Linked DNA regions of Mus musculus: regions 1, 2 and 3 are each linked to region 4. A link is a contact called in public promoter capture Hi-C data. All regions are on one chromosome and are shown on one strand. Each heading gives the region's core, a stretch centred on a gene start, on an enhancer-like site or on the middle of the called end of the contact. The rest is flanking DNA. Distances are from core to core; before and after follow the strand shown.

The links. Promoter capture Hi-C pulls out the DNA fragments that hold promoters and counts their contacts.
Region 1: a promoter capture Hi-C map of pre-B cells shows a contact between it and region 4. The contact joins two enhancer-like sites. A contact is called at or near these places in 4 of 39 promoter capture datasets (the 3T3-L1 cell line, the C10 cell line, maxillary cranial neural crest and 1 more), 1 of 15 datasets of contacts at CTCF or cohesin (large pre-B cells), 13 of 484 Hi-C or Micro-C datasets (CD4 T cells, CD8 T cells, the HPC-7 cell line and 9 more) and 1 of 115 datasets of contacts at active chromatin or transcription factors (large pre-B cells).
Region 2: a promoter capture Hi-C map of pre-B cells shows a contact between it and region 4. The contact joins two enhancer-like sites. A contact is called at or near these places in 5 of 39 promoter capture datasets (the C10 cell line, the HPC-7 cell line, liver and 2 more), 1 of 15 datasets of contacts at CTCF or cohesin (large pre-B cells), 5 of 484 Hi-C or Micro-C datasets (the C2C12 cell line, bone marrow-derived macrophages, conventional dendritic cells and 2 more), 16 of 115 datasets of contacts at active chromatin or transcription factors (the 230-238 cell line, the NIH/3T3 cell line, bone marrow-derived macrophages and 11 more) and 1 of 9 other capture datasets (embryonic stem cells).
Region 3: a contact with region 4 is called in a promoter capture Hi-C map of the C10 cell line. The contact joins two enhancer-like sites. A contact is called at or near these places in 6 of 39 promoter capture datasets (the 3T3-L1 cell line, the C10 cell line, liver and 3 more), 1 of 15 datasets of contacts at CTCF or cohesin (large pre-B cells), 20 of 484 Hi-C or Micro-C datasets (B cells, CD8 T cells, the HL-1 cell line and 14 more) and 3 of 115 datasets of contacts at active chromatin or transcription factors (acute myeloid leukemia, embryonic fibroblasts and embryonic stem cells).

What each region holds. Positions count from the first base shown.
Region 1 is chr13:41,425,582-41,428,397 of GRCm38.p6, forward strand. It overlaps a transcript of Nedd9 not described here. Among named protein-coding and RNA genes, the nearest start is that of Gm32448, 17 kb to the left of the region's middle. Within about 2 kb of position 1,425, at least 20 of the 459 cell types and tissues checked have an H3K27ac peak or open chromatin away from gene starts, as enhancers often do. A contact at or near this core is called in pre-B cells and pro-B cells, where this site is marked.
Region 2 is chr13:41,334,739-41,337,862 of GRCm38.p6, forward strand. All of the region lies in intron 2 of Nedd9 (neural precursor cell expressed, developmentally down-regulated gene 9), which reads right to left. Among named protein-coding and RNA genes, the nearest start is that of Nedd9, 23 kb to the right of the region's middle. Within about 2 kb of position 1,558, at least 71 of the 459 cell types and tissues checked have an H3K27ac peak or open chromatin away from gene starts, as enhancers often do. A contact at or near this core is called in intestinal villus epithelium, liver, pre-B cells and 1 more, where this site is marked.
Region 3 is chr13:41,443,151-41,446,392 of GRCm38.p6, forward strand. It overlaps a transcript of Nedd9 not described here. Among named protein-coding and RNA genes, the nearest start is that of Gm32448, 34 kb to the left of the region's middle. Within about 2 kb of position 1,816, at least 18 of the 459 cell types and tissues checked have an H3K27ac peak or open chromatin away from gene starts, as enhancers often do. A contact at or near this core is called in CD8 T cells and Th17 cells, where this site is marked.
Region 4 is chr13:41,582,065-41,585,301 of GRCm38.p6, forward strand. All of the region lies in intron 1 of Gm32184 (a long non-coding RNA gene), which reads right to left. Among named protein-coding and RNA genes, the nearest start is that of Tmem170b, 22 kb to the right of the region's middle. Within about 2 kb of position 1,872, at least 99 of the 459 cell types and tissues checked have an H3K27ac peak or open chromatin away from gene starts, as enhancers often do. A contact at or near this core is called in CD8 T cells, Th17 cells, intestinal villus epithelium and 4 more, where this site is marked.

The DNA.
Region 1 (2,816 bases), core at 175-2,674, 160 kb before region 4:
TCCAGGTTTGCCCAAGCACCTGCTCTCCTATGTCCCACTTGTATCCAGATGACAGCAACAAAGACTTCTGGTTGGAAGAAAATTCCATGTGCACAGCAGCCTATCTATATGAAAAAACCGCCCACCAGAGCAACATCTGATGTCCTATAATTAATGTTTTCTCTCCAGATATCAATTCCAGGCTTGGCACATCATTCGTCACACGGTGTGAGAGGAATAGATCCCTGTGACACTAGAGAAAAAGACAATCACAAAATTGTGTTTTCTGTCAGGACTCACCCTCGCCCACATTTTCTCTTGAGGAGCGTTGGCACTCTGGATCTCCAGGACAGTCCCAGGGCTGCAGTCTGCTGGCCTGTTTCCTCCTTGTCATATCTCCCCATGAACAACTCTGCCGTGCTTCTCCGCCAGCGTCTGGTGCTGGAGACTCACACTTCACTAGCCTTGAAGACACAAGTTAGAAATGCAAAAACATGTAAAACTCTGGAATGGGTCGAGACATTTCTGTCATTTGAAGGGTCACATCACAGATGTCAGGGGAAGTTAAATCCACAGCACAGTGAATGGAATCCACCACTCATTTATTCATGTATGCACAAAGCCATAGCAAGTTCTTGCTATATCTACTTAAATGTCAAAGATACATATAACTCGGTCCTGCCCTTAGGCAGCTCACAGTCTAGTTGTGCAAAGTGAGTTGTGTAGTGATAGGTACCTTGGCCACATATGCAGTATGCCAAGAGAGAACAAAAGAAGAAAGAAGATGGAAATTAGGTGTGGCTTGAGTAGTAGGCACATTATAAGTTTTCTCATCAAGGGCTCTACGCCATCTATAATCCAGGGCTTTAGACTTGCTTTCCGCTCTTTCACACCTTCCTCCTCATCTTGCGATCCTCCTTTAAACCAACTTAGCATATTTCTGTGTTTATCTATTTGAAGCCACCCCCAGTTCCTGTTTTACCTGTTGCTAGTAGCTTGCAAGGATCACTCAAGCCATGTGTTTTTCATATTTCCCTCACAAAGAGGGAAAAGCAATATTTTGGAAATGTGGTTTTTAAAATAGCTGAGATGCAAAGCTTGAATTTTATTTTATTATTTTTTTTATTTGGAAGAATGAACTGGGCATTCAGAGGGCTGGTGCTGGCCAATACTTCACTTTTTTTCTCTCATTTCCTCACAGCTGTAGGTATCAGTTTTAATTTGTGTGTGTGTGTGTCTGTCTGTCTGTCTCTGTGTGTGTCTCACACACACTCTCTGTCTCTCTCTCTCTGTTTGTATTTATGGAAAATATTAAAAAGAGGTTCCCCTGTCAAGAACAAAATCAAAATGAAGTAGGCGTTAGAGCAGAAAGTTGAGGAGGAATGGGTCTGGCACACAGTAGTTGGTAAGCCAACTTTCTCCTAACCCCACCCAGCTTCTCGAAGGAGGAAGACAAGCTTTCCAATCCAAGCAGAGGGCAATGGGAGTTGGTCCCTACTGCTTCTCCATGGGTGGGAACAGCCTCCTGTAATTTTGGATTTCTTAGCACAGTATTTTCTCGTCTTGGCGAGGAGGTGGGGAGGGAATTTTCCTCTGAGACACTTGCAAGGCAAGGGGACAAGAGCCCATGACTCCTGTGTTCTGCAGACCCCATGCATGATCAACCAAGCTTCTCTACCCCAAGGGAGCTGATACCCAGCGGGGAGTTGCAGGTAGGTTCCCAGCATCCTGTTCATTCCCCTGTAGATCCTCACATCTGCAAGGACTTCAACTGCCAAACTGTGTTTACAAGGCAATCATTTAGGGTTGAGCTGTGCTTGGGGGAAGTCATAGTATACAGTGCTAGGAATTATATAATTATATTTGTATGTGTAGGGGTGTGTGTGTGTGTGTGTGTGTGTGTAAATGCAAAATACATATGTCGATACAGAACAAAAGTAGAGCTTCCTAAATTGTAAGAAACATACTTGACACCCAAATGAAGGCATGCAGTGATGCTGGCACTCTGGGTGTTTAAAATGAAATCCCCCCTGCACGTACTTTTAAAATTCTCCTTCTAGCACTGGAGATTAAACCTTGGGCCTCGTGCATTCTAGGGGAATGTTTTACAAATACGTCCTATTTCCAGTCATCTTTCCTTCTTTCTGAATCAGTCCTCACTAAGTTCCTAGGGCTTGCTGGCCTGGAGCTTATTGTCTGTCTCCCTCAGCCCCAGGCCCAGCTGAGACTGTAGCCACGTACGACTAGGTTCTCTGCTGTCTTTTCTTTACACTTAAAAGGCAGTGCTGCCCTTACGTCCAGGCCAGGATGACTCTGGATAGGGTCTTAGGGTTTGGATTCTGAATTTCTTCTAGCACTTTCTGAATGAGTCTGTGGCCAAGAGGTAGTGTCAATGTATTGATCATGCTTTCTCTTAAAGACCATGTGCGGAGTAATAGGACATTAGTCATTCCAGCGCAGTGATCCTCGCCTACTTCCAGCTCTTTACCACTGGCTCACCTTCCTGGGGCAGAGGGTTATAAGGTAAAAGTAGACTAGAGGGCTGGGAGGTGCATGGCCAGGGTACCAAAGCTCTTGAAACATGGGATGGAAGGCTCGGATGGGAGGCTGGACCGGGGACCATTGGTGTTACATAGTCCAATGTGAGGCTGCAACTGCCCCAATAGTCCTGAAGCCAGAGAGAAGTTTTATTTACTAGCTTCTTGGTGTAAGCTATAGTTCTTAAATATATAGGACTATAATGTGTACTCTTATCTTAAACACCTCATTTTTGGGGAGTGGAGGGATGTTCCAGATTTATTATTGGAAAAAAATGCACTATCTTGTGTGATTTTATT
Region 2 (3,124 bases), core at 308-2,807, 250 kb before region 4:
AAGTCCCGATCACAGTCAGACTGGAACACATCCAAGCCGGCCATTGTCTCTCTTTAGTGATTCTCTAAGTATGGTCCTGGGCCAACTTCTGATGAACTAAGCAAAGAGTGGTAGGCTCCTGGGCCTCCTCTCTTAGACCCACGAAAGGAAGGGCTGTGAGGTGGACCTGGGAACCCACAGCTGACTTGATGTCCCTCCCTTTCTGGGTGACTAGCTCATTCAATTCTTCAAGCTCAGAACAAGTTACCACTGAGTCCTCATTTTCCTTAGACAGCTTTTAGAAACCATAGCTAGAGCTACTGGGGACACTCATCCAGGCCTTAGTTTGTCACTGTTTACAGACAGGAAGTTAGAAGAGAAAATGAGTTAGTTATTTAGCAAGCCGGCAAAACTTCTAAGATAAGAAACAATAACTACTGACAAAACCCACATCTGTTCTCTTGGCCACTGAGATTGGGGTCTGACTTAAGTCATTAGGATTCCTGTCCACTGGGAGTTACTATACTACAGCAAGGGATTTGGTGGTCAAATTAAATTTTTAAAAAAATTTTTAAATTTATTTTTATATATGAATACACTGTTGCTATCTTCAGAAGAGGGCATCACATCTCGGTGCAGACAGTTGTGAGCCACCATGTGACTGCTGGGAATTGAACTCAGGACCTCTGGAAGAGCAATCTGTGCTCTTAACCACTGAGCCATCTCTTCAGCCCCAGTGGCCAAATTCTTAAAGCAGTTATTACTGCCTGGGAGGTTACAGTCATGTAAGAGGTGACCCTTGCCACCACCTCCATCAGGAAAGAAAATTTAACAAGAAAGAAAGGAGGGAGAGAGGAGAGGGGAAGAGAGAGAGAGGAGGAAATGGAGAAAATCAGGAAGGGAAGTGGGAAGGAGAGGGAGGAAAGTGGGTGAACAAGAAGGAGAGGAGGGTATGGGGAAGCGAGGGGATAAAAGGAAGGAGAGATGAGGAGAGGAAGGGAGAGGAGGAGTGGACAAAGGAGAAGGAAGAAGAGCGGTGAACGAGGGAGGGAAAGAAAAGGAAGAAGGGACTGGAAGCAGGAAACCTGAACTCTCAATGGCGCGAAGACTCACTCACAGGGTTTGTTACAGAGGACCCTGGTGCATGGCAGGGAAGGGCTAGGGTCACCTTCCCTGTCCTTTCTAGCTTTAGTCCGTACTAGGCAGCCCCTGCCAGCTGTGCAAGCTTCAGGTGATGGGAGTGTCTTGTTTGGTCTGCACTGCATAAGGGCTGGCAGGGCTTGTTAAAGGTTGGCTTATTACTTCAGGGCTGGCCTGCCCTTTGCTAAACACAGAAGGCTCTGAGGTGCAGAAGTCACAGAAGGAAACAGTATGCGGAGGGACCCGAGCCACCTGAGGGCCTCAGCCCCTGACATCAGTGGAGACCAGGAGAGAGCCAAGGGGAAGAACGCCATCAGCTATAACACAAGCAAGGGGGGAACGAGGGGTCTGAAGCATCAGGCTTCCCAGACATGGAACTGAAAAGGTTGAGTCAAAGGAAAACATGTCACCTTCCTGCCAAAATAAACTATGACAAGAGTAAGGTCCCTCTACCTTTCAGCCAAGCACTTCCCGTACTGGCCTCCTCTGTCTGCCTCGAACCAGCTCAGACGAGGGAGAACTATTTTTAAGTTGCTCAAGCCACCGAGACTAAGAATGAGAGTTACTTATTTATAGTTACACCTTCCAACTGTTCTTTTCCTCTCTGGGGGACAGAGGCCAGGCTTGGCACTCCCTCAGGAGCTGAAATCACTGGGGCGAGAAGGGCTTTGCAAGGTCACATGCTCTGTCGATGGCCTGTAGCCAGGATCCCTGTCCTGGGGAGTGAACTTAAGTGGGAAAGCCCTTCACCACTTCTCAGAGAATTTCTCCTATCAGACAGAACTTGGATTGTGTGCCCTTGAGATGTGTTTTTGTTAAAAACACACATATGTATAATAGATGATTAGAAAATGAATTCATTGTTGAGGAATTCAAGAATAAATCTTTCTTCCCCTGGCCCCTTGGGAAAATAAATAGAGGTTCCAAGGACTGGAGAGATGGCTCATTGGTAAGAGACTTCTTACAGAAGCCACACAGGTGGCTTACCACTGTCCTTAACTCCAGTTCCGGGGAACCCAACTCCCTCTTCTGGCTTCCTTGGGTACCAGGCATATATGCGGTGCACATACATATACACAGGCAATACACTCATAAACATAAAACAAAAATGATAACTCTTTTAAAAAAGACGTACTTAGAAAAAAGTATCATGCTAGCAAATACTATTTGACACAACATAGATTTGTAAATTCATCTATATTTTGTGTCCATAGAGTCTCAAGCTCTTTCTGGTGTCCAACTTTACCCTTACTCTTATAATCTGGATAATCTGGAGATATTTTCTCATTGTATAAAATTAGTCTATTCTTACTAGCAAGCCTTGAAGGAACCATTGGGACTTTCTGACAAATGAAAGAGGAAAGCCTTCCCTTTTAATGGGCACAAAAACCCATCATTGTTGGCTTAGCCATTGCCCTGTAAGTAAGTGTCAAGATTCTCTTCCTGGCACACACACACACACACACACACACACACACACACACACCTTACCTGGTATTGTACTGTTCCCTCACTGCATCGTAACTGCTCTGAGAGCTCTATTTAGTCTTTAGTTTACCACTGTATCACACAAGTATCAAAACTACAAAAGATGCTCAATATTCACCGATTAAGGAATGCATTTCTACTCAACTCAAATTGTTCTGGGTTGAGACTCTAACATGTGGTACTCCCTAGTCCTGTGGTGCTCCCTAGTCCTGTGGTGCTCCCTAGCCATGTGGTTTGGGGATGGTCTGAGTATTCCACACCCCCTGCTAATGGCAGGTCTGAGGTGATCGGGAGAGTGCCTACCAAAAGAGGTGATGACAGCTGGCCTTTGCCACAACTGATCTAATGCCAGAGGCAGGCTCTGGGACTATCAAAACTGAGAGATTAAGCAATAAATATTGTCTCTTTATGAAGGTAGCTGTCTCAAGGATTCAGTAATGGTGATAAAAAGCTGATGAATACATCATATGTTTCTTTCTTTTTTTTTTTTAAACTTGGCATTTTCCTAAGTATCTAA
Region 3 (3,242 bases), core at 566-3,065, 140 kb before region 4:
AGCAAGACCTTGTCTCAAACATGTAAAGTACTAAAAGGGCCAAGTAATAGTTCAGTACTAGAACTCTTGCTGAACATGCATACAAAATGCTCTGGGTTCAATTCCCAGCACACACACACACACACGAAAGAGAGAGAGAGAGAGAGACAGACAGACACACAGACACACAGACACACAGAAACACAGACAGACACATGTGCAGACACACAGAAACAGACAGACAGACAGAAAGACACACACAGAGACAGTTATAGTCAGGCAGACACACACACACAGACAGACACACACAGACAGACAGACAGACAGACACACACACACACACACACACACACACAATGGGGGTGGTTAAAGTGTGTACTGAAACTTCCAAAAGAACAATCTCTGCTTTCAGAAAAGCAGGAATTCTGGGAGAAGCCTGAAGAGGCAGCTCCTCCTCCATCATGGGCAATGTTCTCGGTAGATCATGACCACTAATGACCGAGTGAGCACAGATCAGCTGCTTGGACCTCAGAAACTCATGCTTCCCAATTCCATGGTGTCCCCAGCTCTGTGGGGGGGGGGGGGCTGGTAGATAAAACTAAGCAATAGTAAGCTTTATTTCCCCTCTTAGAGTGAGTCACAATGTGTTCAAGAGCTGAGCCGGAGCCTAGCTGTCCATTGCCTTTTCCATCCACTTAGCGAAAAGTCCGTCAGTAGCACAGATCTTACAATCATCTTTCTCTGTATGTGGAGAATCTTTATCCATGTTTCTTTCAAAAGTGAACCCAAGTAGCAACCGCTAAGAAACGTCAGCATCACCATTCTAAATACACTTTCCCCTCTGCCTGTTGGGGGGAACTGTTGGGGGGATCTTTCAAGACCATATGCTCTGGGACCCGAGAGAGTGGCAGAACGGAGATGCTTCAATCCTGGGTCCAGTCTGTATTCTCATTTTATACTCTAAAACACAAGGTGGGGAGGCCAAGCAGGTGAGGTTTTACAGACTCGGACATGGCGGTCAGCAGCTTAAGGACAATGACCCACTGTCTCAGCTATTTCTCCAGGCCATTCTGTTTCAGGTAGCAGGTGACATCATGCTCAGCAGATAGGCCGAGCTTTAAGTAAGTCAGTAAACAAATCAGTAAATCAGCATCTACACATTGATCTTTTCTACCTTATTCTACTTTAGAATCCCCATATTAATATCCACGTGTTTATCAGCCACTGCCCCGGGCTACAAGATCCTGCCTGCAGACAGACCTTTTGACTCATTTGTGAGGCCCCATTGTCTTATGCAATACTTGGCACTTGATCTCCAAAGTTATGGTTGTTTAAATAATAAGAGTGGTGCGCCTGAGCTAGACTCAATGCTGCGCACTTTATGTATGTACTATTTATCCCTTCGCCCTTTCAATAACAGTAGGATCTATTGGTAAGGACCAGTGTCTTTATTGTGCAGTTGGAAAGATGAAGCTAACTGAGGTTTAGAGGTTCACTCAAGGTCTCACCTCCTCGCTGTCAGTAGACACTGGTCAAACCCAAGTTTGCTGGCAGCAAAGACTGTGTTGTTGAGCCTGGATTAAATAATGTTTGCTGTGTAATTATTTCCAAGGCTGTCAGGAAGGCTGCTCATTAGGAAGAGATTCATCTGTACATCACCCTTTTAATTAAGCAGCATTACCAAGACCCTTAGGCTATAAAGGATTCATTTTTATCTTCCCATTCTATATAGAATGGGTTTTCGTTTTAACACGTTGCTCCCACGTCCCATAGACCTTGGTTATCAGAAGTTCTGCTTCATCGGCACTACAACTGCAGTGAGCCAAGCACACAGCTGTGGGTGTTCCCAGCTCACAGCTGGCTCTTCCTGGCTCATTATTATAGAAACTTCGCCAAGTTATATTACATGTAGGACATTCATGAGGGTGGCATTAATAAATAGATTCAGGACACTGGTGTCTTCCACTCCACTGGGCAGATGAGAAAGGATCTTTGATTTTTTTCTTTCTTTTTGTCTTCCTTTTCCTTGTGTATATGTGAAACCCTTCCTTTCTCATGCTTAGCTTTTATTGTTCACAGAGGATTTCAAAGTATTACCAGCCTATGAGTTTCATGTTGAGTCATCGGACATATGGGACTTTCAGAGCCCAATGGGTGGGATTTTATAGTGAATTTCTCTTCAACCCTGTGTGTATTTCATTAAAAACAAAACAAAATAAAAGCCGTATAAAAGTCTCATTTGTGCTACCATCTACTTACCCCAGCCTTTGTCACCAAGAACCTAGGAGCACAGAGATGGTTGTCTAAGGTTGTCAAGGCTTGGGCTGCTGGGTGCCTGGCTGATCCCACCCCTGTGGTTATCTTGTTTTATCCTCTTGAGAACAAAGGGACCCATGGTTTAGGAAATCTGGACTTGGATTGTCACTTACAGTCACCCAAACTTTGAGAATGACTAATTTGCAAAAGCATGACAGATGGCCTCAGACAGGAGGGGCCATTTTGAGAACCACAAAAAAAGAAAGAAGGGATGGAGTTGTGTAAGGGGAAAAGTGATGAATTCATAGCTAGAAGGCATTGTGTTTGAGACAGAGGGACATCAAACTCTTCCTCCAAACTAGAACTCCTTCTAGAACAACAAGGATTTAGAGTGATAATTATGCCAAGACAACAGGGTACGGTGGGAACTGTCCTGGTCATGGCATGGTCACGGCAGCCAAAAGACACCACTTGTATGACCTCCAACAAGCCAGTCAGTGCTGCTGGGTCTCAACTTCTTTTGAAGAAAAAGACTGAGACTTCCCCAGCCTTTCTGTCATCGCTGTAAGGTCCTCACACAGTTCTTGGTGCTTCAGGACAATCACATCAAGTAAGGCTGGATGACTTCCAACAAGTAGAAGTTGTCTTAATCAGAACCTTAGTCAGCATGAATCGATCGACACTGCCCAATGCTGATGTAGTTTTAGGTCAAACAAACCTATCCATACCAAGCCAACACATAGAAACCTGGCACTTTTATTACATGGTCTCTTTTATTGAAGTCAATCTAGTTCTGTTATCCTTCTGGAAGGTGTGGGCAGTTTTGAGATCCTTCCCAGGATATTTGCAACCAAACGACCTCCCAGTCTTGAGGATGAAAACCACATTAATGGATGTCACGCTTTTTACCCAGATCCAGTTCTAATCTCTGTGACCCCCTGACAACTCTAGCATCCTTCCTGCCTCTGTGACATATAGCCGTAAAGGGGAGCTAAAAAGGAAAGAGC
Region 4 (3,237 bases), core at 622-3,121:
CTTGAAATTCTTGAATCATAAGTGTTTAATTGAATGACCTTTTAATTTTTGTATGTTTCTAATAGCATACTAAATTTAACCTCCTTGGAAGAAAGTCTAGGATAATCTCCATTTGTACCTTTGACATCCAGTTAATAGACAATAATTACAATTATTTCTCTATAGAATATATTAACTAAAATACAATTCATTAGAGAAAGGGACTCTATCTTTTCAACTTTGAGGTTCCCTTTTGAACCAATATCTAGAACAGTGGTTCTCAAGTTTTCTAATGCTTTGACCATTTAATACAGTTCCTCGTGTTGGGGTGACCCCAACATGAAGTTGTTTTGTTGTTACTTCATAATTTCAATTTTGCTATTATTACAAATCATAATCTAAATATCTGATACACAGAATATCTGATATGTGTTCCCCCCCCCACCCCAAAGTGATTTTGACTCACAGGTTGAGAACCGCTGACCTAGAATGTACTGAAGTATCAGTAAATGTATGTCATAAAAATTCCATCAGAACAAATAGCTTGTAGCTTTTAAATAAGGGAGTGTGTCAGGTTTAAAGATCTGCTCATTACGTCTGCCAACTAAGGGAGTTATGACATGAATTGTCAAGACATGAAAAGAAACAGAAGGCAGAAATTGGAATGCTAATAAATCATTATGTTCCTGTGACTGTTTACAGAGACGTGGGCTTCTTTTATCACTGCGGAACTGGGTGGAGGACAGAGAGAGTTACTAAATCATTTTCACTTTATATATTAAGGCCTTCAGTTCTAAAGCTATTTAAAAGGAAATATAGGCTGCCTGTCCAGATGTTATTAGGCAGAAACGTTTCTGAAGTTCACGGTTGATATCCTGACAGCTGCGATTTACTATTTTCAGTTGTCTAAATGTGCAGGTAGTCAAGCTTGTTGCCAGATCCATTTCTTTGGAGCCATTGACTCTCTTGGAAAAGGGAGGGGCTGCATGTACTGACATTTGATTCTGCAGTCGCTTTGAAGTCATGTCTAGAGCTGTTTGGCTTGTCTTTAAATAAAAACAGTAGCAGCAGAAACCATATATATCCTTGGACCTATAATTCACCAAGTGCGAGCTGGCAATTACTGGTAACATACAGTACATCGTTAGACTCTGAGTCAGAGAAGGCTGAAATTCACCTACTTTTATGCAACCAGTGCTTATGACATGGAATATGCTCAGAAGTGAGTGATTAATAAATAAATTAATAAATATTTTGGGGGTAGAGAAAATTATTTTATGTAGTATAAATACCAGGTGCCTACTACATTTAGTTAGTGAGAAAAATTAATAAAGTACTAACTTCTTGGTAAATAAAATGTTACTTCGAGTTAGTTTCCAGTAATTAAGAAGTCGCTTTTATCAGGTCAGCCCATTGCCAGATGGTGACTATAATCTCAACACAAAATAGAAGTTACAAGAATCTGAAGACACCAACAGGTTTGAAAGAAGCTGGAAATACATTTATACTTGAAAGAAGGAAATGGTGCAGGATGATTCCTTTTTTGACACAAATATTTGTCTGCGGGTGGGCCTTAGTCACAGTGGGTAAAATTCTAAAAGAAATCCAGTCTTACTGACTTGGCTATGGAACAGGATTTGGGAAACCATGGTAACTGGAGAAGGAGAAGAGAAAGTCTGGGCAGGAAGAAGCCCTGGCCACCACATGGGCAGGGTGTCCTGTAGATTAGCCTGGCCCAGACTGGGTTCATTCTGTTACTATCTGTGCATAGAGAGGACGTCGGACAGGCCAGCTAAGTCTGCAAGAACTAAACAGAGTTTCAAGCTGTCCCATTTCAGGAAAAACATAGCCGGTGATCAAATGAAAGTGAAACTAATTGCTTGCCTTACGTCAAAAACAGGGCTGGGGATTTAGCCCAGTTAGTAGAGTGATGGCCTAGTGTGTGTGAAGGCCTGGGTTCATGCCATACCACATAAATGTCGATGGTATACCATACAGGCCTGTAGTCCCAGCAATCAATAGGTAGAGGCAGAAAAACTGGAAGTTCAGGATCCCTCCTTAGCTATATAGTGAGTTTGAGCTCACCTGTGATACACAAAACCCTGCTTCAAAGAGTAAAAACAAAAAATCAACACACACAGATTGACTGAACAGAAACCAGTCCTAAAAATCAGTCACACTATGCGCCAACTGATCCAAATGATAATTCACACTACAGTCCAAAGGACTCCGCATTTCTAGACTTAGAGAGACACAGGAAAATGTCACTAAACACAATTTGTCTTAAAAGGCAAGTGTGATAGGATGAAGACACAGACACAGGAATTAACATTTAAGGATATAAAGTGCTATTATAACCAGTGTGCGGACTCAAAGGAACACTTACAATGAATGAACAAATAGAAACATCTTAACAGTGGAATCAAAACCACAAAAGAAAATTGTCAGCATTTGTGGGGACGTTGTCAGGAAGCCCAGCATCACCCGCAGCAGATCAAGGAGTTACCCTAACATGTTTTGGGACCTCTACTTGTGCTAAACCAAGATTCATCACTTCAATGAAGAAAACAACTTCAGAGGACAGGCCAGTTTATGGTGCTGAGTTGGAATTTAGTAAAGATATCTTAATATACATGTGATATACATTTAAGCACTGATCTTTAGAGAGAGAGAGAGAGAGAGAGAGAGCAGAAGGGTGGTCTGGTGCCACAGGCTTTTAATCCCAGCACTCAGGAGGCAGAGGCAGGCAGATCTCTGAGAGTTTGAGGTACCCTGGTGTGCACAGTGATCCAGCCAAAGCTACCTACAGAACCCCTGTCTCAAACTCCCTTCCCCAAATAAAAAACTGAAAGGACAACATAAACTCCATTTGTTTCCCTTTAAGGACCAGGCCTGAATTTGAAAAGAAGACCATAAGGCGCCAGCTCCAGGAACAGATCATAAGTCCCAGGAACTAGGCCATAAGGGAACAGACCATAAAATCCAGGAACAAGGTCATAAAACCCCCTCCCAAGGAAGAGCTTGCTGCTAACCACACGAATGGGAGAATATCTTATCTCAGAATCTGTGCTGGGCAGCCCTATCTCACCCCATGGTTAAATATTCACGACATAGGAATGCAGACCACTGACTATCTGTGACCCCCTAGCACCCACTAATGAAAGTTTAGATTACCTAATCCTTCTAGAAAATTTCCCTAATTCCCTTTAAGAAGGCCTGCTTGCCTTTGTCTGGGCTCGCCATTTCCAAGAACAGTTG